Linked DNA regions of Sus scrofa: regions 1, 2 and 3 are each linked to region 4. Evidence: chromatin contacts called from public Hi-C and HiChIP or PLAC-seq data. All regions are on one chromosome and are shown on one strand. The core of a region is the stretch at or near the end of the contact, and the rest is flanking DNA. Distances in the headings are between cores, read along the strand shown.

Region 1 (6,870 bases), core at 3,917-6,416, 340 kb after region 4:
ATTTTCTGTCCTTAAACAACATTAAGTGAATATTTAGGCAGTGGAAAACTTTTGTTTTCTGTAGCCTTATAAAATTTTAGCAGTAAAATCATTAAGAAAATTCACCTGGTCTCAGGTGTCATTAAAAACTCTACCTCTGTGCCAGATTAACTAAAAAATTTGGCCCCAGATACGGTGGAGAATTAGGGCCAAATTTTAGGCCAACCTGGGCATTTCTTTATTTTAGGTGGAAAAAAATATATTTAATGGATTCTTGGCCTCTGACCTAAAACCAACTAAAGTTCAACAATTAGGCTATGGTTTTTTTTTTTTTTTTTTGAGGTTCTACATGTTATTTTCAGCTATAAAATGTGAACTCAGGTCAAGAGGTATAGAGTGAAGCCTCAATTTTAGCAATAAAAATGTTTATGAACTGAAAGAAAAATATGAGACTTCTACAAAAGCTTGGTGACTGAATAGGAAATTTTAAAATTTAACCAACTTAGAATATTTTCAAGAAGTGAACATTTCATGAAATTTGCTTTCAGTTTTTCTCTTGGTTCTATAGTTCTAGCTATAGAACTCTGCACAAATTCTTCTGTGCTATGATACATTTTTTTGATAAGTCCTACAGAGGAATTTTTTTTTTCTTTACCGTCAATGTTATGACTCTTCAATTTGAATCACTCTTTTATTTTTTTCCAAAGCTCTTCTTCCACAGGGACTGAGAGTTTCTTTGAGGACTGATTCAGGGGATGCAGGGAGTGAGTCCAGGAACACTGCACTCTGAGGTGCACTTCCTCATCAACACTGTTTTGACCACTGTCATTAGACAGGGACACAACTCCATGACATGCCCCCACTGAAGGATGAGTTCCCTGTGCTCTTTGGAAACATGTCCCAAGAGGAGAGGAGGTGGCCTCTATCCCTCCCCTGTGTCTAAACATCTCAGGGTTTTTGTTTGTTTGTTTTTGTCTTTTTAGGGCCACACCTGCAGCATATGGAAGTTCCCAGGCTAGGGGTCGAACTGGAGCTGCAGCTGCCAGCCTATGCCACAGCCATATAGCAATGAGGGATCCAAGCTACATCTGCAACCTACACCACAGGTCGTGGCAATACCAGATTCTTATTAACCTACTGAGCAGGGCCAGGGATAGAACCTGTGTCCTCATGGATACTAGTCAGGTTCTTAACCCTCTGAGCCACAATGGGACCTTCCAGGTATTCTTTTATAAATTTAGTTTGTATGTTTAGAGTGAGCAGAGCTCCTAAATTATGGGCCCCCCAAAAAGATACTGTTCTTAGCCAAGTGTAATACTCTTTTAAAGGAAAGTGCTTCTCTTCCTGTTTCAAGTTCATTCTTTTCTCTTTCTATAGAGTGATTTTATCCATATAGCAAGAATCCAGATAGCCAAATGTCCCAGAATTCTATAGCTCTTGATTTTAGCTATTAGAGAGACATTTACAAGACTTTTTGGGACTCAAGTCCAAAAATTCAGGGCAAGGCTCTAACTGGGCCAGCCTAGGTTAGGTGCTATATCAGGACACGTTTTGTTGTATGACAGAGAGAACCTAAATAACTTTTTATTGTATATTTTTCTCACGTAACAAGAAATCTGGAGGGAGATGGCTCCAGGGCTGGTTCAGCACTAAAAAATGTCAAGGGGCAGAATATCCAGTATTCTCTCAGCATTCTACTCATGATAGAGAGATGGCCACTGTTACTGTAATAATCATATTCTTATGGCAGCATCTGAAGCAAGAAGAAAGGAGGCAGAAAGAAAACTCCCTGTGTGAAATTTTCTTTTCTTTTCTTTTTTTTTTCAGGATGGAAACCACTGAACTTTAGGTTTAGTGGGGCCTGAATAAATATAATTTGGGGGATCTTCTTTTAGAAAAATAGAACAATATTAATACATTATAAATAGAACAATAAAATACAAAATTAGGCACCAGGTCTTAAGCTGGGTTCGTTGAGAGTATGGGGTTGTTGAGAGTATGGGGCTTCAGCTTTATTAGCTCCCAAGTACATCAAGTCTCTATTGCATTTCTGTTGCCTCCGTGTCTGAACTGAGTCATGGAGTCACTGACTGCAGGAAGCTTGGGAAAGTGAGGATCTGGAACTTGTAGCAGCTACCTTTGGAGATGGGTATCTAAGACTAGGGAAGAAGGGGAGAAGAATGGCTGTTGAATGAGAGCCACTTTGTTCCCACAGATGTCTATCATTGGCATTTTTATGCATAGGCAGAGGTACAGGCTATTAAACATGGGGCTTTTTTTTTTTTTTTTTTTTTTAAGTAACTCTGTGGATGGGTGTAGTGGGATGAACACTATCCCTTCTCTCCCCAAATGTGTTCACCTAGAATCTCAGAATGTGGCCTTGTTTGGATATGGGGTCTTTGCCCTATTTGTCACTAGTTAAGGCCCTTGGGATGAATTATAATGGGTTTAGGGTGGGCTCTGTATCTAATGACGAATGTCCTTTGAAAAGAGGAGAGATACACAGACACAGAGAAGTCGGGCATATGAAGATGGAGGCAGAGACTGAAGTTACACTGTTACAATCAAGGAACACCTGTACTCACGGGAGACTGAAAGAGGGGAGGCAAGCTCCTCCTCTAGGGTCTTCAGAATCCAGGACCCTGCTGACACCTGATTTGTGACCTTCAGCCTCTAGAATCATGTGAGGAGAGATTTCTGTTGTATTAAGCCATCCAGTTAGTGGTCATTTGTTATGGCAGCCCTAGGAAACGAATGCAAAGGGTAGTTAGGAGAAGGGGGTGTGGTGCTGGTGTCCACTGGGGGATTTCCAGCAGGAGTTTACAAGCAGGTAGAGTCATAGATACATGATGAGAGCTAGGCTCGTGTATTGCCTGATGGTCATGAAGAGGCATGGGGATTTCAGTGCTATGAAGAGGTTATGTGACATCTAGACAAGAGAGTCAGGATGACAAGTGCTCTCTTTCCATTCAGACAACTAATCCCTAAGCATTTCTACCTTTTGCTGACTGTCCATAAGTGCTCTACACAAGAAATGTCCCTCTCTCCTCAGTCTTGCCTAGTCACTCACTTGCCTAAATCACTGTATGAATTTCCCTCTGTGAAACTGACATGGAAGGCACACTCCTCCTTTTAGCCCTTCCTGTCACTGGTGTGGAGTGTTGCATGTGTTAGTGTATGTGTGTGAGTGCGTATATGTGTGTGTATAGAGTAATATCTTCCCAATTTTCCATTCTTAGGTATTAAAGGATAGAAGCAGAATCTGTCTCTGGTTTTCTTTTCTGGTAGAAAACTCCTGAAGTTATTTTCAAGGGCAACGCCCAAGGCATATGGAAGTTCCCAGGCTACGAGTCGAATCAGAACTGCAGCTGCTGGCCTACGCTGTAGCCACAGCAAAGCCAGATCCAAGCCACATCTGTGACCTATACCTCAGCTCTTGGCAACACAGGATCCTTAACCCACTGAGCGAGGCCAGGGATCGAACCTGTATCATAGTCGGATTTGTTACCATTAAGCCACAATAGGGAATCTTGGTGTTCTTTTCCCTGGCCAGCTGTGCTCCTGGTAGCTGCCAGTGCATTTTCCTCCACCAGAGCACTGTCTTTCTTTAATGTGCTGTTTCTAATCCATTGTGGCCTGGGAATCCAAATAACCCAGCTTGTTAGAATTGATCTTAATATAAGAGTAAATGCCCCCAAGCAAGCATCTGTGTCCCCCAGTGAGTTTCTTTGGGAATCTATTCTTCAAGTTAGGTGTTAGTTTTTGTGCATGGATAGCCCCAGTAATTTTTTTCTCCACTTCTGAACACTTAAATAGATCCAGCTGGCTGATGAGGTGCTTGACAGCATCCAGCCCATTCTCAGTAGGAATTGTTTTCTCCCCTTTACATTGTTTTTCATGCCCTCAGTAGGAATTGTTTTTCCCCCTTTACCTTATTTTCCGTGCCCTAAGTTATTTTTAAATATGTTATGCGTGGTTTTGTTTCATTTTAGGATATTGATGAGATATTATTAACTGGAGAACTAATTCCTTACTTTTAAAGCCTCCATCTTGGGGGGGGTTACCTTGGCCAAACTATGGATAATGATAATGTGCAGTTTGTTTTGGGCTGTTTAAGAGTTTGTGTTATTAATGACTGACACACAGCCACCATGTGTGTCAAAGCCAGGGTTAGCTAGAAAGGAAAAACTGTATGAGAATAACCTGATTGTGCCAAGAGGTCATATTTTAAACATACACTCAGCCCTCCGGAACCGTGATTTCCACATCTGTAGTCGGCCAACCAGAATCTGTGGAGATGGAGCCCACTGCTACAGCATTTTATGTAAGGGACTTGGGCATCTGCAGAGGTCCTGGAACCAATCTGCCCATGGGTGTGGAGGCCAACTGAACTGTCCTTAGCAGCAGCAGAAGTCATGGGAGAGGAGCCGGTGTTTCCTAGGATGCATTGTTTATAAGTCAGGTTGCAGAATGTTTTTAAATCGTGGGATGACATTTAAGTCAAAATGATAAGAGTAGGAATTTTGACGTCAGAATCAGTGAGGTATTTGGATAATCATCATTTGATTTTAGAAATGTTTTGAAGTGGACCCCGTTTCTCCTATGTCCTTTCCCCATCATCCTACGCTTCTCAACAGCATGAAGTGCAAACTCTCGTTGTGAGAGTGAACGGTGAGGGGCAGAAAATGCATGTAAAAGTCCCCAAAGCTCAGTGTAAATAGTCACAGCCTTTAAAAATAACGCAGGTTTAAGAAAATGAGAGCCTCTATAAATCACTGGAAAGCTCGATGATGATTCTAACTGCAGATGGGCTTTTAAACAAGTGAGTTTGCTGCTGCTTCGCAACTCCCAATTGGATATTAAAAAAAAAAAGGCTCTTTCTCAATTTCCTGTTCTTGTGCCTTATTAAAATCATTCTGTTGCTCTGACCCCCGCCCCTGTTTCTTTCTTCTTTTCACATCTGTGTTTATTCGGGGAGGATGTTACCCACAGTTCCCGGCCATGAAGAATGCATGAAAGTCATGAGGATGAGATGGTGACCCAGCTACAGCGTGTGTGAAATGAGTGATGGGAAGAGAGAGAGAGAGGGAGAGAGCAAGCCGTGGTGCAGGGTTATGAGTTGTACAGTTATTTCTAGCTTTGAATTGTTTCCAAATCTCATACATTCACAGACAGCCTCGCCAAAGCCCACAGCTGTCATGCATTTTCAACAGATTCCACAGGGCCTAGATGAGGTTTGAAGGCATTCCTTTGCTCTTACACATTAGCTAAAAGGAATTACCGTAACATCTGATATTGTGGAAGTGGGATATTTGCCATCCTGACCTTGCCCAAAGCCGTCCGGAAATAGGGGTCCAAGAATGTATTATCTCATGCAGCCTCTAAAGGTCACTGGGGGCCCCTCAGAGGTTTTCCAACAAAACCCGAGCACCCAACATGCTCTGCATTTGGAGGAACTGTGCTGTTTTGTATGGACACGGTGGGCAGACACGTGTTCCCACTGCTATTTGGATGTTTGTCATAGGAAAGGCATGTTCCACTGGAGAAATTCCCAGCTGTCAGTAATGCACTGATACACCACAGCCAAATCATCTGAGGACGAGCCAAGTAAACAGGATGTTCACAATGTGTGTTATTGCATGTGTATGTAGCAAAACTTCTGCCCATTTCACAGCCTCATAATGGGATTGACACGCATTGCTTAATCTGCATCTGTCTGTTTAGGGTAGAAACACATAAACACCAATGAAACAATGTGTTAGAAAGCCCTTTCTTTGGCTATATGGGCTGTTGATATGACGGGATGAAATCTGTATAAATTGGGAATGAAGGAATGAATGTCATGAGTTTACTTCCTGGGAAGTGACTTCAAGTCATCCAAATGCAGATTAGAGGAAATGATCAGATCATCAGTGGCTATTGTGAGTTAACAAAGGGGACTGAGTCTCCATGGCTATTTTTACAGACCACTGGAGTCATTCTTTCTTCTTGTAAGATACTCATTAGTTGAGTTATGTAAATAGATGTACGGAAACAGGTCAAAGTTATGTCATTGCCCTTTTCTGTTTGGAAATACTGCTGTTAACTGTTAGAGTCTAAGCATGTTCCTGAGGCAGCAATTAGGGAAAGGAGAGTGGGGAGTTCCTTCAGCATTCAGTGCAGAGTGGGTTCTCTGAAAAAGAACATTAAGTATCCTGTTAGGTATCATACTAACTTCTCTGGGTATGCAAATCCCCTTTACCCAAGTTGGTACATTTATTCATGATAATCACAGTGGGTAACATTTATTGCAAATTTCCTATTGGCCAGAACTGGGCTGAGTCTTTAAAATACATGAACTCTTTAAATTCTCACAAAACATAGAATGTTGATATTATTATTATTATTATTCCTCTTCTACAGATAAGGAAACTAGGGTTCAAGGAATTTAGTAGGCTTGCCTAAGAAGATAGAGCTAGTCAGACAGCAAGCTTGAAGCCAGGTCTGTTTGAATATAGAACACTTGCACTTAACCATAGTTCTGTGTATCTCTGCTTTATGTGAAATCTGATTCTGTCATAACACTGATGTTATGTTTTATTGAAACATGAATCCTTGTATCTTCTTCAACAGGCTTTATGTACAAAGATAATTTTGGTATTCTAGGTCTATTCATTTAGAAAACTTCACTAACCTAGCATGTTGAAGGTTTAGGACTAGGCTATGAAGCCTTGGTAATGATTTTTTTTTTCAATTTTGATCTTTTAATTATGGTTATTACACACTGCATTCAAAACTTATACCAAGATACACTAATTTAAGCCAAAATCACGTGTCAGGATGGAATCTTCTAAAAATTTTGACACTCTTTCAATAGTTTTTATGTGTTAAACATAGTGGAAAAAAGAGTTC
Region 2 (7,129 bases), core at 1,329-3,828, 380 kb before region 4:
TATCTACCATCTCACTTAATCTTAACAATAACCCTAAAAAGTATGTGTAGAGAGATGGGGAAAGATTTGATTATTTACTTATTAGATTCCTTTCTCTTGTCTTTTACATCCTCTGCAGTAAGCACCTTCCCCGTTAAGGACCATGTTTCTCTACCTGACAAGTCGGTGTGCCTAACACAGTGACAGACAAGTTGGGAGCTTAATTTAACAGACTTCTTAATTTGGGCCTATGGCATCTCCTCAGATCCTTCTCACCTGGATCTTTCTCTGATCAAATCTGTTTTAAAATTGACATAGAATTACATAAAGTGAAATGGACAAGTCTTAAGCGAACATCTGATGAGTTTTGACATATGCATACACCTCTGCGACCCACACTCATGATTACAGAGTATCTCTATTATTCCAGAGAGTTGCTATGTCCTCCTTCCCAATCATGACAATCAAAAAACCTGAAGTTCTGAACCTACAGTCACTTTTTTACTGTTTTTTAACTTTACACTGATTGACTCCATCCACTCCCACTTCTTCAGTTAACAACTATTCAAGGATGTTTGCCCAATCCTGACTTCACTGAACACTGATTTTTCTGCTCTCCAGCTGCCCTCAGACATTTCTTGAAGGCTGCCATTGCAAACTTCATGCCTATGTTCAAGACTGACTCCTACACACTCCACCCCAACCTCATTTTATTTATAGGCATATTTCTGGCACCAATGCTTCAAGTCTCAGAATCATTCTTTTAATTCATTTTCTTTCTCTGATAAACTTCTAATACTTTTTCCTTCTCTATCCCTCACTTCTTTGATAAGCTTTCCTTACATGCTCTCCACAGAGAACCTAAGGATTCTGCTCTAGATTTACTAGAGCTTATTATACATTGCCTAATGATATCTCTTGTTATCTATTTCTAATCCTAATTAATATTTTGTGTATTTGCAATCCTGAAGGTTAACATAAGATTACACACTGGGGCTCAATTCATATTTATTAATGACTGGGTTTGTTTAAAGCCACACAGCTAATGAGTGACATAGCAAGTAGAACCAAGGTTATTTCCTCACTTATGCAGATATATATGAAGCTCAACAACATATTACCTGTTCATTCATCTAACTTTACAGTTATCAATAACAGGAACAATAAAGCAACAGACTTCATGTGTAAAGGTACTTAACTCTTGCTAATACATTATATACAATCAGTCCAATTTACTCGAATAGATTTGGATTTAATGGGCTTTCTTCTCAGGTTATTTTAGTTTATTTTTATAGGCAATATGATTAGGTTTTGTTTGACTCAATGACAACTAGCAATGGCACTTAACGGTGCTGTAAGAACACATTCTAGAGCCAGGGAAGTTAATCTGTCTCAGTACCATCATCCCTGAAATGAGGATAATAGTACATACCACACAAGTTGTTATGAGAATTAAATGAATCTGTATTCATGAAGTTTTAAAAAGTGTCTAGCACTTAGTGCAATTGCATTAAAAAGTTACAAAAAGCATATGGTACTTCAAAGTTTATAAATTAGTTTCATGTAATTTATCTCTGATCACATCTATCCAGTAAAGTAATTAGAGCTAGCATTATTCACATAAGCAACCTAAGATAAAAATATTTTCAGTGGTGATTTGCCTAATGGCTGGCTAGCTGTGTGGCAGAATCTGGGACTTGAAACTTGGGTGTGGGACTCCAAACCCAACCCACTTTCTGCTTTACCTTCCTGAGATAGTGCTTTGATCACTTGTTTGGCCACTTACGAGTAACAAGTGTGTGCAATAAACACCTGTGTCTACCCACACATATGACACACATTAGAGGATGAACACCGATTTGATCTGCTGGAGTTAGCAACTGTCCCAAGTAGGAGAGAAAACAGGTGAAGAGATAAGTAGCTTGGAAATGAGGATGCTTAAAGATTAACTAGCTCTACTCTATTACCATAGATGCTCACTTGCCATATGCTGCACAGAATAAAGATTATTTGAAGTTTCCTCTTAGTGTGAGAGGATATTTTTCCATGGCTAAATATCCTTTCTCTGCTTTCAATTTGATTATGAAGACCCTCAAGGGCAGTTTGAAAAACAGGTTGCTCCACCAAATCGAGGGCTCTCAAAGTGAAGGTTCCTCTTCACAAGCTTTCTTTTTTTTAATCATTGAATTCAAGGTTCAAAGAGAATAAAGAGAATGGTGAGCTTTGTTCCTGAAGACTGAAACCATTCACCAATCTCCCCCGCTAATTATAAAGGGAGTGTTGCTTTCTAAGTAGAAGAAACTCTCTAGTTCTGGGCACCAGAGCTCCTGATCCCACTTGTGAACAAATACGACCACTCGGAGCCTCTTCGGCCCACTTACGGTCCACCACCTGTATCAGAAAACGCGATAGGGTGTTTTTTTGTTTGTTTTGCCTTGGGCAAAGTGCCGGGCAGAACCAAGTCTCAGTAAACGGCAGTAAATAATTATGAAATAATATTAACAAACGCGGAGCAGTAAGTACGCGGCAGCTATAACGCTAAGCACTTAATAAGCATTGTCCAACTTACCCCTTAACAATCCCATGAGTTCCTGTTACCTGGTTTTACAGATGAAAAAAAGGTGATTTACAAAACTTGCCCAAGATCACACACTAGAAAGAGGACCAGAAAGTAGGGCTGCAGACCTAAAGTTTGAGCTCGTCACCATTTCCCCAACAGCCTCGGAAACCTCCCAGCCAAGGGCACGAGAACGAAAGGCAGAAAACGGGTGCGGGTCACACACGCCCTCTCTCCTTCCCTCCAGAGCGACTCGGGAGTGGGAACCCCAGTTACTTGGTTAGAAAGGTCGGGAGCCCGGGGAGCCTTGATCCAAGCGCACTTGCCCTGCAAAGCTCTCTGGAAGGCGACGGTGTCCAGGCGGTCCAGAGCGTCTAGTTTCACCGAGACGCCCCCGAATCTGTCCAGCTCACCCCTCAGCTCGCCAGCTACGGAAGGGGGGTCCCGAGAGCAACCCAGGAAACTCGAGGCCCCACGGAGCCCTGCATAAAGCATTGCGTGGCGCACCCGAGCCAGCCCAGTGAACCAGCAGCGGCCGCTCCGCAGCGGCGGCATTTCCACGCAGGCTCTCGTGGCCTCAAGCCTCAGCTTCCAAATTACCCAGCGGGTTTGCCTTAGAACGAAGAATGCTACCGTAAGTTTTAGAAGAGTACCACCCACCCTATCTCAGGGTTGAGCAGGCATTACCGCTTTGCAGCTCTAGGTAGAGGAAACGGCAGTCCTGTTGACTGACTCCTCTCAGAAGTTTGCCTGGCTCCCGCCAAGCGGGGAGAAACTCCCACAGCTTTCCACCCTCCCGGAGTTACCCCCACCCATTTTAATATTAAAGGGACGTTTGTTCAGGGATGGAAAATGCGGTGGAGATAAGAAAAATTCCTGTTTTTCAGGAATTTACAATCTAAAGGACAGTTCTGTCCACCTACTCCTTGGCAGAAGTCAGAACCTCTTCAACGAAGGATCCTCGGTTCTCCCGCTCCTCCTGCGCTCCACTCCGGGGATTACGGCGCGGAACAGAGCCTCGCTGGCTTCTGCCCCGGAAGTTTTTCTCTCAGTGAAGCGCGCACGTTGAGCCGGCTTCACCGCTGCTTCTCTCAGGCAGCCTTGAGATCATGTCTTCCAAGAAGAACAGAAAACGCCTGAACCAAAGCACCGAGAATAGTTCGCCCTCGGCCTCCGCTGCTTCCTTTCCTGAGGGGGCCACAGCTTCAGCCGTGGCGGCCGGGACTTTGGTGGTGATCAACTTCCTAGAAAAGGGTAAAGAGTTCTGAGAGGGAGGTCCGAGGCCGAGGGGGTGCTGCCTGAGAGGACGAAAACCTAGCGGTTCTACCTTGAGGGGAAGAGGTTTTTAAAAAGTTGGTCGAGGCAGCGATATGAGCGCGGCACAGAAGTCCTAAAACACCTGAAGCTGCGCCTGCATTGGAAACGTGAGGCAGAAATGACTTAACCATGGCAAGTCAAGCTGCATTTTTTGAATTTCTAAGTTTCACTTGAAACAGCCTAGGCTTGTTTAAGATTAACGGCATATGTAAGTGTAAAATCGCTCATATCAAGCGAGCTTTGTATACAATCACCCAGTTCGGTGACCATGTGGACCCGTCCTTCTTGAGAGAGAGGTCGATGTGCCTTTAAGATTGATAAGTGGCTTTTCCCCTGTTACACCAGTTCTGGTATTTAATAACAGCTGTTAATTGTACACTGGCGTTAGCAGTAGGTTGCGCATTTCACTTACGTGTCTCATTTACTCTTCTCAGAGCTTGGGAGATGGTATTGTGTTCTGCCCATTTTACAGAGGAAGAAAAGTTAACGTGACCGCCCCAGGTTACACAGCCTACTAAATAAATAACAAAGGTTTATTTGAGGCCAGAAGTATTTGACTCTAAAGCCATTGCTTTAGATCAGGGCAACCTTGACTTGAGAGAACGGATTTAACCGAAACGCATTTAGTTGGTAAAGCTTCTAACAGTCTTGATGTTTTGTGGTTTTTAAAAATGGTTCAGATTAACCTAGCGGCAAGATTTTTATTTCTCTATTGCAGACCCTAAAGACTATCTTCAAGTTAACATTGCGTTTTCAGTCTCTTTTGGGGATCAGAGGGCAACTAGTTGGGTCTTGCTGTCTTGCACAATCTCTTTTTCTTTCTTTCTTTTTTTTTTTGCTTTTTATGGCCGAACTCTGGGCATATGGAGGTTCCCAGGCTAGGGGGTCCAGTCGGAGCCACAGCTGCTGCTCTTCTCTCACTCCTCAGCCTCTTCCTATTTGACATCCACCCTATTATTCCATCAAAATGGCACCTGCCCTGGTGGCTGATTATCTCCATGTGGATAAATCCAATGGATGGTATTTCATTATTTGACCCCTCAGCAGCTTTTGGTATTGTCTGTCAGCCATTTCTACCTTCTTTAAACAGTTTTCTTCTTGACTTATGTATCATCACTTTCCCAGAGTTTTCCCCTTCTTTGGTTGGTACTTAATCAGTTTGTTTTGCAGGCTCACCCTTATCTACCTAACTGTCCAAAGTAGAAGCTTCTTAATCCTTAGTCCTAAACCCTCTTTTTCTCTATATGAACTTTCTTCAGCAAGTTCATCCACTTCCCAGAGTTTCCCATTTATACCCTTATTTTCCAGATTTGTATGTGTAATTTATATTGTTTCTGAGTCGATTCAATTGTCTTCTAGACCAATGCGTTTCAAACTCTGTAGGAAAGATTTTGAAATTAATGACGTGGCACAGTAACACTGTTGTAAAATAAAATAGAAGTAAATTACTGGCAGATAAGTTAGAGATTTTTATTAGATTCAACATATGTAGAATTACTTTGTCAAAATGCGATAAAAGCTTCTAAATGCATATCATTTTTTTGTTCTTACCTCATCATGAACAGTAACAAATAGTTTGTGGACTACATTTTTTTTAAATTGGAATATAGTTGATGAACAATATTTTGTTAGTTTCAGGTGTATGTCATTGTGATTCCCTTTTTTTTTTTTTTTTTTCTTTTTAGGGCTGCATTGGTGGCATGTGGAAGTTTCAGACTAGGGGTCCAATCAGAGCTGCAGCTGCTGCCCTACACCACAGCCTACACCACAGCCATAGAAATGCAGGATCCGAGCCTTTTTTGCCACCTACACCACAGCTCACAGCAACGCCATATCCCTGATTGAGGTCTGGGAGCCTGAGATTGAACTACATCCAGTGGATACTAGTTGGGTTTGATTACACTGCACAACAATGGGAATTCCCCACTTTTACTGCACCTGTTGAGGTGATCATATGGTTTTTGACTTTTGTTAATGTGGTATATGATGTTGATTGATTTGTGTATGTTGAACCATCCCCACTTTTAAATACATTAAATGATTACCATGATAAGTCTAGTACCATCTATCACCATACAAATTAATATAGTATTATTGAGTATATTCATTATACTGTACTTCTCTGTGACTTACTTTTTAATCGGAAGTTTGTACCTCTTAATTCCTTTCACCTGTTTTGCCCAACCCCCTCCACTCTTCTCCCAGCTAGCAACCATCCCTTTGTTCTTTGTATCCATTTGTCTGTTTCTATTTGTTTTGTTTTTTAGATTCCACATATAAGCGAAACCATATATTTGTCTTTTTCTGACTTACTTCACTTATAATATCCTCTAGATCCATCCGTGTTTTTGCAAATGGCAAGATTTCATTCTTTTTATGGCTGAATAATATTCCATTTTACTATATCCATTTTATATGTATAAAAGTTCTCTATATATTTTGGATATTAATCCCTTATCAGATATATCATTTGCAGAAGTCTTCTCTCATTTAGTAGGCTGCCTTTTTGTTTTGATAGTTTCCTTCACTGTGCAAGAGCCTTTTAGTTTGATGTAGATTCATTTTTTTTATTTTTGCTTCTGTTGCCCTTGCCTTAAGAGATCCAAAGGGAGTTCCCATCGTGGTGCAGTGGTTAACGAATCCAACTAGGAACCATGAGGTTGTGGGTTCGCTCCCTGGCCTTGCTCAGTGAGTTAAGGATCTGGTGTTGCCGTGAGCTGTGGTGTAGGTCACAGGCACTTTGGATCCCTTGTTGCTGTGGCTCTGGTGTAGGCCAGCGGCTACAGCTCCAATTGGACCCCTAGCCTGGGAACCTCCATATGCCGTGGGAGTGGCCCTGGAAAAGATAAAAAAAAAAAAAAAAAAAAAGAGAGACAGGTCCAAAAAAATATTGCTAAGACCAAATTCAAAGAGTTATGTGTGTACTTTCTTCTAGGATTTTTATGGTTTCAGGTCTTATATTTAAGTCTTTAATCCATTTTGAGTTTATTTTGTACATGGTGTAAGAAAGAGATCTAGTTTGATTCTTTTGCTTGTAGCTGTCCAGTTTTTCCCAGCACCATTTATTAGAGAGTCTGTCTTTTTTTCCCCCTTATATATGTCGTTGATTAATTGCCCAGATAGATGTGGATTTATTTCTGCATTCTTTATTCTGTTCCATTGATTTATGGAACTGTTTTTGTGTCAGTACCATATTGTTTTGATTACTGTAGCTTTCAGTATAGTTTGTGCTACCTCCAGCTCTGTTCTTCTTTCTCAAGATTACTTTGGCTATTT
Region 3 (7,195 bases), core at 83-2,582, 260 kb after region 4:
TTTAAAAAAGAGGAATGGCAAGATTTGACACCTAGAATAACTGATATTTAGAAGATGAAAGAAAAAATTATGTTAAAATAGTAATTTTCTATAAGTAATACAAATAATCACAATACTCTTAATGTTAATTACCCTAACTTAATGCTAATAACTAACCTTTATTGAACATCTACTTCACTTTATTTTGCTAAATGCTGTACCTGCATTTTCTCATTTAGCCCTGGAAATAACTCTATAGTGTAGGTGGGAGGCATTTTATAGAAGAAATTGGGACAAAGGTTAAGCAATTATTCCATAATAAGCCTCAGTGTTCATGCTTTAAACTTCTGCTCAAATCTTTACTTCTAAGTAACATTTTGATTTCTTCCTTGCTTTCCAAATTTTCATCTGCTTTCATTTCTTTTCCTAATTTCTATCCTCTAATTTATTCCCTTGGTTTCTTCACTCTTCTTTCATTCTGTCATAACCCATCTGTGGTCTGTAGTGAATTGTCTCATTTGAGAGCTGGTTCACTAAATTCTGTTAGTGTTGTACTCAAAACAAATGGCAGTGTGCATGTTGGATACATGTGTTTTATTTGAGTAGAAATTGAAGTAAATAGCAACTAAAGCCTGGTTTAAAGCATTTGACCGCTCACGTACACATACACCTACCCACACCCACATCCCTACACAATGTTTTTTTTGGGAAACAAATGATAGAGATTCTGTCCATAAAAGGTGGTCAGCACGTTTGGTCCTGTGAAAAGAAGCCAACAGTTTCTACCTACCCCAATTTAACTGTCTAAAAAACACATACGTTCCAAGTTCTTTTCCAACAACTTGTGTCAGTCTCTGACATCTACTGTAGCAAAAATTGTCTGAATTATTAGCCTACTGAGATATACAGCTATCCTATCAGAAATGTCTTTTTAGAACATGGCACCATCTTTACAATTTGGAGTGCTGATCATACTCAGTCAGACCTTTAATGTAAGATGCTCTGTATGAAAACTCTTGTCCTTTATGATGTTTATTATTTCCAAATGGAACCATGATCAGGATGAAGGCCAGGTTGCCCTTAGAGAAAATGTGCTGAGTTACAATTTCATTGGAAATTATGCTCTGTGTGGTAGTACAAGTAATTCAAAAGATGAATTGCCCTGATCAGACAAAAGAAAAATCTCAAAAAATCTCAAAAAATTGCTCTATTTATCTCCTAGTGCTTCCAAAGCCTTGTTATTTTAATGATTACATAACAACTTGGCATCCATGAACTCTCTGACAAGGTCCAGAATCTCAAATTGTAAAAATACTTTAGCTCAGAATCCGGCATGAAATAGATTGGCAGAACAAGTGTTTTCACATCATGCCTGACCCTGGCCACTTAGTCATTAATGATTTTACTCACCATGGAATTCTGAGCCTAATGATTTCCCTTTTGGCCAAATGAATAATTTACCTAAAGAGGTTAAAAATGTACAAGAATGTTTTTTAATTGAACGGTAATACGTAATGCCATGTGTTCATTACAAATGATGCAACAAAAGTTTTTGGTTTTTGTCTTTTTCTTTGTTGGCCATACCCATGACACAGAGAAGTTCCTGGGCCAGGGATCAGATCCAAGCTGCAGTTGTGACCTATGCCACAGCTATGGCAGCGCCAGACCCTTTAACCCACTGTGCTTGGCAGGGGATCAAACCTAGGTTATGGCACTGTAGAGACACCACCCATCCCATTGCACCACAGCAGGAACTCCTGCTTGTCTTTTGACTTATGTTCATTGTCTTCCTGGCCAGTTAATAATACAAGGCTGGGGTGAGGCCTCATGAGTGGGATCACAGGCCATCCATCATGTTAAAATATGGCAAAGCCTTTACTACTTTTTGTTTCCCAAGTTTTCTTTTTTTTTAAACTACTTGATGAATTTTATTACGTTTATATTTGTACAATGATCATCAAAAAAACCTGATTTTACAACATTTCCATCCCAAACCCCTGGTGCACCCCCCACCCCCAAACCTGTCTCATTTGGAAACCATAAGTTTTTCAAAGTCTGTGAGTCAGTATCTTTTCTGCAAAGAAGTTCATTGGGTCCTTTTTTTAGATTCCACATGTAAGTGATAGCATTTGATGTTGGTGTCTCACTGTCTGACTGACTTCATTTAGCATGATAATTTCTACGTCCATCCATGTTGCTGCAAATGCTGATATTTCTTTCCTTTTAATGGTTGAGTAATATTCCATTGTGTATATGTACCACATCTTCTTTAGCCACTCCTCTGTTGATGGACATTTAGCTTGCTTCCATGTCTTAGCTATTGTATATAGTTTTGCAATGAACTCTGGGGGTGCATGTATCTTTCAGAGTGATGGTTTTCTCCAGATAGATGGCCAGGAGTGGGATTGCTGGATCAAATGGTAATTCTATTTTTAGTTTTCTGAGGAAACTCCATACTGTTTTCCACAGTGGTTGCACCAAATTACATTCCAACCAACAGTGTAATAGGGTTCCCTTTTCTCCACACCCTCTCCAGCATTTATTATTTGTAGAATTTTGATGATGGCCATTCTGGCTGGTGTAAGGTGGTACCTCATGGTGGTTTTGATTTGCATTTCTCTAATAATTAGTGATGTTGAACATCTTTTCATGTGTTTTCTGTCCATCTGTATGTATTCTTTGGAGAATTGCCTGTTTAGATCTGCCCATTTTTTGATGGGGTTGTTTGTTTTTTTGTTATGGAGCTTCAGAAGGTGTTTATAAAGTTTGGAGATTAATCCCTTGTCGGTTGCTTCATTTGCAAATATTTTCTCCCATTCTGTGGGTTGTCTTTTTGTAGCCTTTACTACTTTTTATATTCTGGGGTCCACCTACAATTTTATTGAAAAAATTCTCCTACTATCAAAATTGTTTTAAAAATTACTGTAGTAAATGAATATTTTATACCATGGAAAATGTCTACTTTACATAACCTGAAAAAAAGCTGATTATTAAACTAAAAGTTAAAAATGTTTCTGTAAAGAAAAAAAGCAAAGCAAAACAAAGAAAAACCAGAAAAAAAAAAACCCAAAAGGCTGACTATATTTACAAGATTTTTTGTGTGTAAGCTCAAAACTGAAAAAAATAGACACACAAAAATGTGAGTAATGTTTGTCCTGCTCCATTTGGCAAGTTTTTAAAGGTTACAGGAAGAGAGTGTATTATTGCTTAAGATGATGAGACTTTATATTAAAAATAAATATAGCATGTGAGCAGGAAAGGGAAATTGCTTCATTAATTACCTGGTTATCTTATCAGGGCTCTCACTTTTTGGTTTTCTGGAATGCAGGGCAGGCTTCATGAGCGTCGTGTTGCTCAGAGTTGCTGGGACAGCAGTTCTTCGAGCAGATTTTACACTCTTTGTTCCCTCTGCATTTATGTTTCAGGCAGTGAGCATCGGCCTGGGTGGGTTTGATGCCATGTGGTGTGAGAGGGCACTTCTTTCAGCAGAGGTCTATCCAAGAAGGGGCCACGCACCCTCCATTCCAGCTTTCTTTCTTCTTCTTTTTTTCTTTTAGGGCCATACCCTCGACATATGGAAACTCCCAGGCTAGGGATCAAGTCAGAGCTGCAGCTGCGGGCCTACATCACAGCCACAGCAAAGCAGGATCCAAGCTGCGTCTGTGACCTACACTTCAGCTCATGGCAATGCCGGATCCTTAACCCACTGAGTGAGGCCAAGGATCAAACCTGTGTCCTCATGGATACTAGTCAGGTTTGTTTCCACTGCGCCACAAGAGGAACTCCCATTTGAGCTTTCAGTGAGCACAGTGGCTCTGCTTCCAGCCTTGGAGTTAGGGCAGTGTCTGACTCCATCTCTGCTCCATCAGGCAAGTTCTCCAATCCAGAGGAACTGAAAGTGAGTGCCAGAGAGATGATATTGGTTGAAGCCATTTTCCTCAAAGATTAATTGAACCATGTATGTGCACATTGTTGGAGGGCCTTCCTTCGGTCCACAGTTACACAGTGGTTCCCTCTCAGGGTAGGTTTTATTCTCTTTATTTATCTTTGGTAGATCAGTGTATAGAAGTTTTGTAATTCTAGTAAAAATCCCATAGACTCTATATTTAAAAAGTGAAGGAAATAATGCTAAAGTACAACATGGGATAAGTAATTTAACATATTCATATTGCTTCAAACTTTTTTTTTTTTTTTTTTTTTTTTTGCTTTTTAAGGCCACACCCATGGCAAATGGAAGTTCCCAGGCTAGGGGTTGAACTGGAGCTGCAGCTGCCAGCCTACACCACAGCTCATGGCAACACTGGATCCTTAACCCATGAGAGAGGCCAAGGATTGAACCCACAACCTCATGGTTACTAGTTGGATTTGTTTCCACTGTGCCACAACAGGAACTCCAATATATTACTTTAAACTTGAAGAAAGTAAATTATTGTGTGGAGAATTTTTTTTCCTAATTTGTCAGCAGGTTCAAACCTTAATCCCATTATTTCCCTGAAATCTTTGTGTTCAAACCTAATTTCTGTTTCTCAATCTTCCAAATCTATGATATTTATGGATACAATTTGTATAACTTCTGAATGATGCAACTGGTAACCCAAATTAATATAAGAAATTAACACAGTTATTTTAATGTCTCATAAATTTTCCCTTGATCATAAACGATGAGGCTTTGGAGCATTTAGGTTAATGGCCAGAAAGGAAAACTATTTGTGTATCACAATAAAAATGATAAACATGATAATAAAATAGTAACAGTACCATAATAATAGGAATAATGAAAACAATAATAATAAAATACTCCAAATTTTGTGTTCTTTGAAAATGAAATGTAGGGGAGGATTGCTGTGTTTCTAAATCTACCTTCACATATAAGTTTTATATCAAATATGATGCTGATATAGCTACCTAGGCCAAAATAGCAACACAAAATGCCAATTGCAATCAGGTATCTCCCATAGACATTAGGCAGAATCACCTGCATTTTCTGTGATGTTTGTGCTTTAGAAAACTGATGTAGAATTGCTCTAAGGCAATCCCGGTAAGTCAGATGTGCGATCCATGTAACAAAACCTACACTGGATGAACTGTTTGCACTGGATGGCTCCTTGATGTTGGCTGGCCAATAAAGTAGGAGAGATCCACTGACAATCAATGTTATCTATTTTGTATAACATTTTATATGATCTCATATCTCTTACTTCTTTTCAATCCCATATAAACCCTGTGAGATAGATGGAGCAGAAATGACACGTTTTTACACAGATTGAGTAAAATGAGAACTAAACAAGTTAGGCAGTTTGACTAAGGTCAGTGTCCTAGGAGTAATGTGGGGCTGATTAGGGCCAGGTTATCAGACTTTGATATGGTTCCTGGGTACCTGGCTTCCTTTCACTGTGCTGGTGGGGCTCAGCCCCCACCCCCCTTGTTCTCAGTAGCTGTCCCCTGCAGCCCCAGGCTGGCACTGCATTCTTCTTTCCATTGTCCACAATTTGATAGGAGTTTATGAGAAGCTTCTCTTCCTAACAAAGTTCAGAAGCCATTCTTTTTTGAGCGGCTTTTTCTTCAACAAGGAAGCTGAGATCCAGGTGCACAAGCAGGACTGGGCGTCAGGCCAAGTACTCTTTCTGCTCCACCACATTAGTTGACATCAGTGTGGCAACAAGAAAAAAAAAAGTCACCTAAAAGCACAGCTCATGACAGCTCTATGTGCCTCAAAGGAGGGGAGCACCTCCTACTGGAGGTGGTGGCTTTTTAATTAGGAAATGTCCATGTTGCGTCCTTCGAATGAACATGGACAGCCCTCCATTCCCCCACTCGTGATGATGATAGTGCCGGAAGGTTGGGGCCACAAGGCATCTGGAAATGAGTTGCTGAGGTCTGCCAGCCATGGAGAATGTGTGTGGCCTGGGGGGCAGAGAACTTGTAAGAGGAGGATGTGTCGTAATGAATATTGATTCACGTTCAGATTCCGTGATGTCACCTTCTTTGTTGAACTTAAGCTTCGTTTTGATCTGCCAGATAGACACTGCAGTGCTTTCCATGAGTAGTGTCTGGTGGAACACTGGGGAGGGGACCGTGGCTTACATCTGTGTCTTCATTAGAAAAGTGTAAATAGCTGCTAGAGGTTACAGTGAAGCCTGGAATTCCCTGGGAACAGGAGCACTGATGTAGACCATGGTGTGTGAGCCACACAGATCTGTAGAGATTTTGAGAAGGACAATAGCCTTCCTGCGTCCATGTGAATTTGCCAGTAGGTGGAAATCTCAAAAGTTACCATGACTGGAATTGACTTCTTGGTTATAGAAAGAAGAGGCAAAAAGTCATTATTGATTTTTCTCAAGAAACCTGATAAGAGGCCATGCCAGTCATATATCCTGGGAAGGCTCTTGGATTTATGTAGAAACTAAAAGACTGTAAACATCAACTGGTTCAACCCTCTCCAACTTTCCTTCTCATCCTTTTTGCAGTAAAGGAATCCAAACCTAGATACATCATCTGGTGTACCCAAGGCCAGAGGGCCTGCGAGTGGTCACGGCTGTGGGACTACAGTCTGACTAAGGATTCAGAATCAGAATCCCTGGGTTCTGGTCCCTGCTCCATTTCCTTATTTTCCTTACCTTCTTGAACCTCAGTTCCCTCTCGGTAAAACAGGGAAAGTTAAGTCACATCTCACCCGCTGTTTGGAGGACCAGATATGTTATTGTAGGATTTCAAAACTGTCAAAGGATGTTAAAACATTTATTGGTTTATTTAAGAGGTTATGTGTGGTGCCAACAATTATATGGAAAGGATTATCTTGGCTTCCCTGAAAAAGTCTGAAAACTGTGGCCGTGGTATAATTGAAGTGACTTTACTGTTCCATATGTACACACAGGTGCAGATTGAGGCAAGAAGACAAGCAGTGACATTTATAGAGTCTCTTCTGGGATAGTGCTCTTTTGTGTTCTTGGTAGACCTTCTAAATAATACCTTTATTATTTAGTGCTTTATACACATATAAAGTTATTTCTTTTTTTCTGCAAGAATTAAAATCTAAAAATTTTCACTTTCCCTTAAGAAAGTTAGTGATATTTCTTAGTAAATCAGGAAGTATAATCGCACCATTGATAGCAGCTTAGAGTAAATTCCTATTATGTTTTACTGTGCCTTTGAGTGTCAAGGGGAGGGTCTCATGCAATATGAGGAGAAGCACTAGAGCTGCAGTGCTCCCAGGCCA
Region 4 (6,842 bases), core at 3,097-5,596:
GATATTTACATTGTGTTTCCTTTTCAGGAAAATTTCATACTCTAGTTATGCATTTCTAGCCAAAGTACACTGTAATTAAACTTTCTAAATAAAGAACAATGTCTATTTTAAGCTAAAATCTAAGAATTTCTACCAAGACTTATAGTTGTAGGCAATCAAAAGGGGCAGGTTTTATTGAATGTCTCCTAGATCCAGGGTGGCAAGGCTATTCCTATATTTATTTGTAATGTACTATTTAGACAAAAACATATAGTGCTAAAGGATGTAAAGGTCATTGGTCAACTCTGGCAGCATAATATTTGATTTCTAAATAGAACATGACCCATGTATAGTGTTATGGAAAATTTTTCACTGATTTTTGTAATTTAAAAATAATCTCACGCAAATTGTAATTTAATAATACATCTGTGGTTGAAATAGTTTAGGGTTTACTTGTAATAGAAATCTTTCAGACATATTGTTGTGGGATTTATGGAAGTAAAATGTTTAGTGCTCCCTCTCCTGGTTTTATCATATTGGTGAACTGACCTCTCATCTCCAAATTGTAGTGTATCGGAGAAGACAATTTTAAAGAACCAAATAAGATACTAGGTTGTGATATTCTATTTCTGATTTGACTATTCCAAATCCATTCAAAATGCTCAAGAAACTTATCCATCATTGGTTAAAGTTCATTATATCTCCAAATATAATGAGATAAATAAAAAATAGAAAATAAATAAAATAATGTTGATTTTACCCCTTTAAACATCCTATTTTATCAGAGTTTATATTATTGAGTGACTAGGTAGCTTCTTGGTTTAATTCTTGTTCTGTGTTATTTTCTAGTAATGCCTTCTTCTTATTGTTTCTGGTCTTAGCAATGTCCTAGGATCCTGAGAGGTAATTCCAAATGCAACTTTGCTATTTTCTATTCTAGGCTTTCAAATGTTTGAGCAGTTTAAAAAGTTAGTTTCGAAAGAATCACTTGCTATTTTAAAGAAGGAAATTAAAAAATTATTTTGAACTGAAAATTTCCATACTCATATTTATATATGATTTTGTTACTAGAGTTTTGTTTGCTTTATTTTATCAAAGACTTTAAGCTACTTCTGATATGTACTATGTAGAAAAAAAATATTTCCTTTCCACTTAACCATGTTTTTGGATTTTTTTAAGTTATCTTTTAAAATTCTGTGGATACTTCCCATATAGTTACCCTCACTGCAGAATGAAGTACATGATTTTGATAATAAATGTCTAAAATCCAATAGCTTGTAAGGAAACAAAAAGCAAGTTTCCTACCGATTAAAATGCTCTTTTTTTTCCAGTAGCATATCATTTATGCTTAAGAATTACAAAACTTCTTGGAAAATTATTTCTATTTTAATTGATTGCTATTTAGCTGAGTTTTTAAATTTTTTTAATTATACAAATATATTACAAAATTTAAGGAGTTTATGATTTTAAAATTTTGATTTGGGGAAATTATATCATAAATAAAGATAAAGCAATTATCATAAAATACACCTTTATGATATATTGTCACATACCTTTGCAGTAAGGAGTGCCACCTTTTGAGTTTTGAGATTTCATATATTCTGAATTTTGTTTTAAGTAGGAACTGTAATGTTATATTATCATCTTCTGTATATCAATGTACATTTTCTTGGTAACTGATCAGAAGCAATGGCGGGATATACATCTTTTTAATCTTATTTTATTCTTTAAAATTATTTTCTAATTCAACTGTAAGGGTAGATTCCACCAATCCTTTTACTGAGATTGATATCTAAACATTGTTAACTAAGTTTAAAGGCATTCCTTTATGACAAACGGCATTTGCAAGATTTTTAGAGGCAATCCACATTTTTAGAGGATGTTTATGACAGGAGCATACGGGGCAACATTTCCAAAGGGGCACTCATAAACGAAAGAGGAAAAGACTCGGGGAAATCCTGTTCCAGGTTTTCAGGCAGCCCGTGTGATTGACACATGATATCACTGGAGGCGTGTCCTGGGTTGGAGGTGGAGGTGGAGGCAAGGAGCTGAAATTCTGCGGAGCCAGAGTGGGACTGCTCTGTAAGGCACGCAGTGGTTTGCAGAGTGATAGCTGCAGACAGAGCTCCCTGCCCTGGATAAGGAACAGCTACATTCGCTGTAAATGTGCCTGAAGAGCAATATCCAATCTTTGCGTTAGGTAAGAACTGTTTCCTTCCTTTTCTTCCGTAGACATTTTAGGAAAGATTAGCTGAGAAATGTTGGCTTTTGCAAGGAACTGATTATTTCTTTGAAGTCGCTTTAGATGTAAGATTACTGGTTGAATTTCAAGTTACCAGTAGCATTCCCACTGCTAAAACTAATGTTCTTTAAGTAAATGATACCACTGAAAGAAAAAACAGGGTCTCTTTCCATCTTTCCCCCCCTATATCCTAACAGTGACAAATTTAAAGTCTGAAATGGTCGAAAGTGTGAAAAAGTGGGTGGTTTATGCTGAAGAGGAGCTGGCACTCCGTGTGTGTACCAAATGCATGTTTGTTTAGGCATTGTTGGCGACCGAATCCCGAGCAAAGCGATTGTTTAAAACCTGAATTTCCCGTCTCTGTGTATTGATTTCCAATGAGCAGAGGCGTCGCTTGAACGTTGTTTGAACTCCTAGGCATTCCAAGGGCCAAAAGCAGTTCGGCAAAAACGTGCAAGACTGCATGTTACTTTGCTTCGCTGCTGACACGCCGACTGTACGCCCGCCTGTCAATCACTCGGAGCAGCAACAGCCAGCACATGGCAGTGGGTGCGGGCGGCGGGCTATCTGGCCAACCGCCCGCTCCGCTCCACTCTGCGCCCCGGCGGCGGGGCGCGCTACGCGTCCAAGTGCCTGTAAAGAAAGGGAAATTAACGTGTTTTTATCTTTAACCGTCTGCAGCAGGCATTTAGCCCGTGGAACAGGAGGCTCGGAGGACTGGGAGTGAGCGCTGCCTGGGAGATACTGACCGCCAGGACCGGAGTTCCCGGGGACGCCGTGCCCCCACTTGCCGGGCGTGCGGGATCCGGAAACTGCCTGAACCTGCTTGGGGGCCAAGGGACGACGCCCCATCTCCTCTCGCGAGGAGGACCCCCAAACTTCGCTCCCTTCGCTGCCACCCCTAAAAAAGCGGGTTAAAAAAAAAAAAATCCCACCCACGGGGAGCGGCGGCTTGGCCTCGCCGGCTTGTGTTCCCGGGCCCTGCACGGCTCTGTGACCCGCCTGTGGCTGCCGGTTCGAGCCCTGTCTCAGGCGCCGCGGAGTCTCGAGCGTCCGTGACGTGGATTTTCACGCGTCAGAAGCCGCCACTCCCGCCCTTCCCGCGAAGGAGCGACTGGACCCCGAGAAGCACCCTCGTTCTTGCTCAGCGGCGGGTCGGCGGGGAGGTCACGCACTCTTCTCCTACCGCTCCCTAGATCGCTATCAAGAGAGACTCGGAGAGCCCCCCGAAGGAAATTTTTTTCTGGCTCTTGGAAGGAAGCAGGACGAGAAGAGCCTGGGAGGTGGATGTTACTGAGCTGCGCGGCGCACGCGAGCCGTGAAAGATCTGCACCCGGCCGCGCGGAGTCCCTGGAGGATTGTTCCCCGCAGCCGGAAGGGGGCCGCGGGGAGCGCTCCTGCCCGGCGGCGGGGGCGGAGGAGGCTGCGGGTCGACCGGCCGCAGCTCAGGCCATGCCTCTCCGTCCTCTTCGCCACGGTTGATGCGGCGCTTGGTGCGTCGCCATCCGCACCAGGACCCCCGCCGGGTTGCAAAGCTTGGACCCCCGCCCCCGCTTCGGCCTAGGTGAGTGCGGGGCGGCAGCACTAGGCGGCCTAGGTCGCAGGGGCGGGAGGCTGCTGGCTGGGCGGGCTGGGCGGCAGGTGCCTTTCTGGGGAGCTGCGCGGGGGCCGGGCCGGCGCAGGGAAGGGAGGGGGGAGAGGGGGCGCCCCCCGCGTGCGGCGCGGCCCCTCCCGCCCGGGCGCTCGAGGCTGGGCAATCCCGCGGGCAACCTTCCGCCGCGCTAGACCGCCAGGCGGGGTTCCCCGTCCCCAGTCGCCTGCAGCGGTGGCGCCATGACCCGAGGTGTCCTCGCAGAAGCACCCTCCACGCTAAAGACGCTTTCAAGTAGGCTTTTGGAGGGTCCGGCGGGGGCGGGGCGGAGCTGCTCGGCGGGTCCTGGGGGCCGGGGGCCCCGAAACGGGCGTGTGCCGCAGCACACCCCGACTTCTCTGGTGACCCCTGGGCTGAGTCGGTGTGCGCCCGAGCGAGCTGCCACTTTATTCCCTGTAGTGAGAGCAGTGGAGCGGCAAGGGGAGGGGTGAGGGCACTGCCACTTTAAAAGCGGGGAAGTCCGCCCTCCTGAGGTAATGGTAACCTCAGCCTCCTCCCCTCCTCCTGCCCGAGAGAGAGAGGGAGCAAAAGAGAAAACTTGTTTTCATTCATAACTTTTTCCTTTTCCTTCCTCTCCGTCAACTATTTATTCCGCGCTGCTCTCCGCGCGGATCGCAGAGGGCGCAGCTCTGCCGCGGTAACTGGCAATGTGGCGACGCCGCTCTGCAGGCTCCGGCTCTTTAGGAATCCGGCTTTTCCGTTAAAGTGTAGACAGATATTTATTTATAACCCTCCCTGCCGCGGGGCTTGCTTTCCGCCGGCCACGTTCTCTCTGAAGGCTCTTCCTGATTTGTAAGCATCTTTGGTGGGATACGCCAAAAGGTTTTGGAAATCCGCGGTGATCCTTAGGATGTGATGGGATTGGCCGAAAAGGTATTCGACTTGGATTTGGGGTTTCTTGGGGCAAACAGGCGATCGAGAACCTGTGACCGTGTTTGGAACTAGATGGAGGACTGTCACTGCTTGAAAAGGGGCTTTACTTCAGATCAGAGGTGGCTCTTTCTCTTTGCTTTCTCCTTTTATCTGGTAGTCTCCTTTACCGCCCAGGATGATCTTCGTTACAACTAGCATTTAAAACTCAGATTCGGTTGTGCCTGGTGTTTTTTTCTACCTTCAGATCCACGGGTTTTTATGTGGGTTTTTTTGTGTGTTTTTTTTTTCGCTTGGAGTCTGACTTAGTACTTTTAGATTATTTTTGTTTTAAAAATAGTGGGTTAAAAAGTTTTTTGCGAGGCAGAATGATATTGTGCAGAATAACCATGGAGTATTTTGAACAGCCCTTAAGAAATCCAGGACTAAACCCAGCAGGTTGTGAATGTGTTTCTCCTTAAGTTCAGAGAAGGTATAAGAAAGTGGAAACGTGAAGATCTGCTTTGGGAGAATGAGGGAGGGGAACTGCAAGAAGTTAACGTGTAAGACTTAGTCCAGCGACACTCAGTGAAGTTGATAGATGAAATGGTCTTCTTTCCGATTTATTCCTTAAGCTGATGTGTTTGGCTCAAGGTAGAAGTGGAGAATGGATTTTTTTTTTCTTTTCTTTCTTGAATTGGATCAGATCTGTAGACTTTGGGAGGAATTTGTATGAAAATAATCTAATTTACAACCTTGAAAACAGAAATGTTTTTAAGTTCGATAGTTTGTTTTATGGAGAATACATTATAAGTGAGAAATAATTTACTCTTGGTATAGAAACGCAAATGCTTATTTTCATCAGGATATCACTGTACTTTATTACAAGAAGCACATTGATTCGGAGTTGGCAGTGCTTTTGAAAATCAAGATCTGGCACATAAATACAGATTTTTAAATTAGAGGAAATACAGATAATTAAAATGGCCAGGATTTCCCAATACTACTTTAAAGGCCTAACACTTATTTGTGCATGAAAGTTATCTCGTTAGGTGAGTGAGCCCTTATTTAAACTTACAAAAAATCTTTTCATGATTTCAATTGTGAATACTCTTAACACTCACCGAACTGTATATTGAGTTTTCTGTGTGTTTAGAGGCTGTAAAACACCAAGAACTGTATTTGTCTATGTTCATTTTTGCAATTTGTAGATTAATTAGCTAGTTTTAAAATTTTGGTTTCTGCTGTAAATGACCTTTTATTTCGAGATTTCATTTTAGTTTAGAATCTCTTGAATTTTTTTTTTAGTGCATGGAGTATACCTTGACTAATTTTTCACCATTAATCTAATGCTTGTTCACATCAAATAACAAAAGGCAATGGCACCAAAACCGTTCTTAATTTTTTTTAAGGTGGATGTTTTCCTTTTTGGAAAACACCCATGAACTGTTACTGAGCTTTCTTTAGATGAGAGCTGTTTATTAGTGCTTATACTCAGTATTCCCCACAAGGGCGTACTCCACTTTAATTGTTTGTTAGATTCACAAACAGGAAGATATTACTTCTTGATTCTGCTTTTTAAAAGTTGAAAAAAACTCCTAATTCTTATGGCGTGGGGTCTCTTGCTTACATTCTTCTTCTATGATGTGGTCCTTAGTCTCTCTTGGAATTGGACTCTGGCCAGGACCCCAGCATCATTGTAATCCGCTGATGAGGGAGATCATTACCAGGTGGTTTAGGCAATTTGTGACTTGATGGGATTTCTCGCCTCCCCCACTTCCCCCAAATGCTTCTTGTCATTTATTTTTCTCTCTCTCTCTTTTTTTTTTCCATCCTTGATTTCCTTTTAGGATTTCAGATGCATGCCAGGTTTCCACTGATTGGCAGAATTGAAGAGCACTACACATGGATCCCCAAAATCAACATGGCAGTGGCAGTTCATTAGTTGTGATCCAGCAGCCTGCTTTGGATAGCCGTCAGAGGCTAGACTATGAGAGGGAGATTCAGCCTGCTGCTATTTTGTCCTTAGACCAAATCAAGGCCATCAGAGGCAGCAATGAATACACAGAAGGGCCGTCAGTGGTGAAAAGACCTGCTCCTCGGACAGCACCAAGACAAGAA

Evidence for each region. A called contact is a pair of places that touch in the nucleus more often than the background predicts. HiChIP or PLAC-seq counts read pairs in DNA pulled down with a chosen protein or histone mark.
Region 1: an H3K27ac HiChIP or PLAC-seq map of skeletal muscle shows a contact between it and region 4, with 6 times the contacts expected there. The contact joins the enhancer-like site here to the promoter of SPRY1 in region 4. A contact is called at or near these places in 3 of 5 promoter capture datasets (fetal skeletal muscle, liver and skeletal muscle), 9 of 47 Hi-C or Micro-C datasets (embryonic fibroblasts, epiblast stem cells, fetal skeletal muscle and 6 more) and 1 of 2 datasets of contacts at active chromatin or transcription factors (skeletal muscle).
Region 2: a contact with region 4 is called in an H3K27ac HiChIP or PLAC-seq map of skeletal muscle. The contact joins the promoter of NUDT6 here to the promoter of SPRY1 in region 4. A contact is called at or near these places in 2 of 47 Hi-C or Micro-C datasets (fetal skeletal muscle and heart right ventricle) and 1 of 2 datasets of contacts at active chromatin or transcription factors (skeletal muscle).
Region 3: a contact with region 4 is called in a Hi-C map of subcutaneous adipose tissue, with 2.1 times the contacts expected there. The contact joins the enhancer-like site here to the promoter of SPRY1 in region 4. A contact is called at or near these places in 3 of 5 promoter capture datasets (fetal liver, liver and skeletal muscle), 7 of 47 Hi-C or Micro-C datasets (embryonic fibroblasts, epiblast stem cells, liver and 3 more) and 1 of 2 datasets of contacts at active chromatin or transcription factors (skeletal muscle).

The regions. Positions count from the first base shown.
Region 1 is chr8:100,522,722-100,529,591 of Sscrofa11.1, reverse strand. It overlaps a transcript of SPRY1 not described here. Among named protein-coding and RNA genes, the nearest start is that of SPRY1, 340 kb to the left of the region's middle. Within about 2 kb of position 5,166, at least 32 of the 83 cell types and tissues checked have an H3K27ac peak or open chromatin away from gene starts, as enhancers often do. A contact at or near this core is called in embryonic fibroblasts, fetal skeletal muscle, liver and 2 more, where this site is marked.
Region 2 is chr8:101,237,616-101,244,744 of Sscrofa11.1, reverse strand. It overlaps NUDT6 (nucleoside diphosphate-linked moiety X motif 6), which reads right to left and starts at 2,578. Exons shown (of 8, transcript XR_002346434.1): 1 at 2,549-2,578. It overlaps SPATA5 (spermatogenesis associated 5), which reads left to right and starts at 3,646. Exons shown (of 17, transcript NM_001177913.1): 1 at 3,646-3,790. The coding sequence starts at 3,646.
Region 3 is chr8:100,597,793-100,604,987 of Sscrofa11.1, reverse strand. It overlaps a transcript of SPRY1 not described here. Among named protein-coding and RNA genes, the nearest start is that of SPRY1, 260 kb to the left of the region's middle. Within about 2 kb of position 1,332, at least 9 of the 83 cell types and tissues checked have an H3K27ac peak or open chromatin away from gene starts, as enhancers often do. A contact at or near this core is called in mesenteric adipose tissue and subcutaneous adipose tissue, where this site is marked.
Region 4 is chr8:100,858,661-100,865,502 of Sscrofa11.1, reverse strand. SPRY1 (sprouty RTK signaling antagonist 1) reads left to right here and starts at 4,346. Exons shown (of 3, transcript NM_001267835.1): 1 at 4,346-4,745; 2 at 5,587-5,773; 3 at 6,572-6,842. The coding sequence starts at 6,627.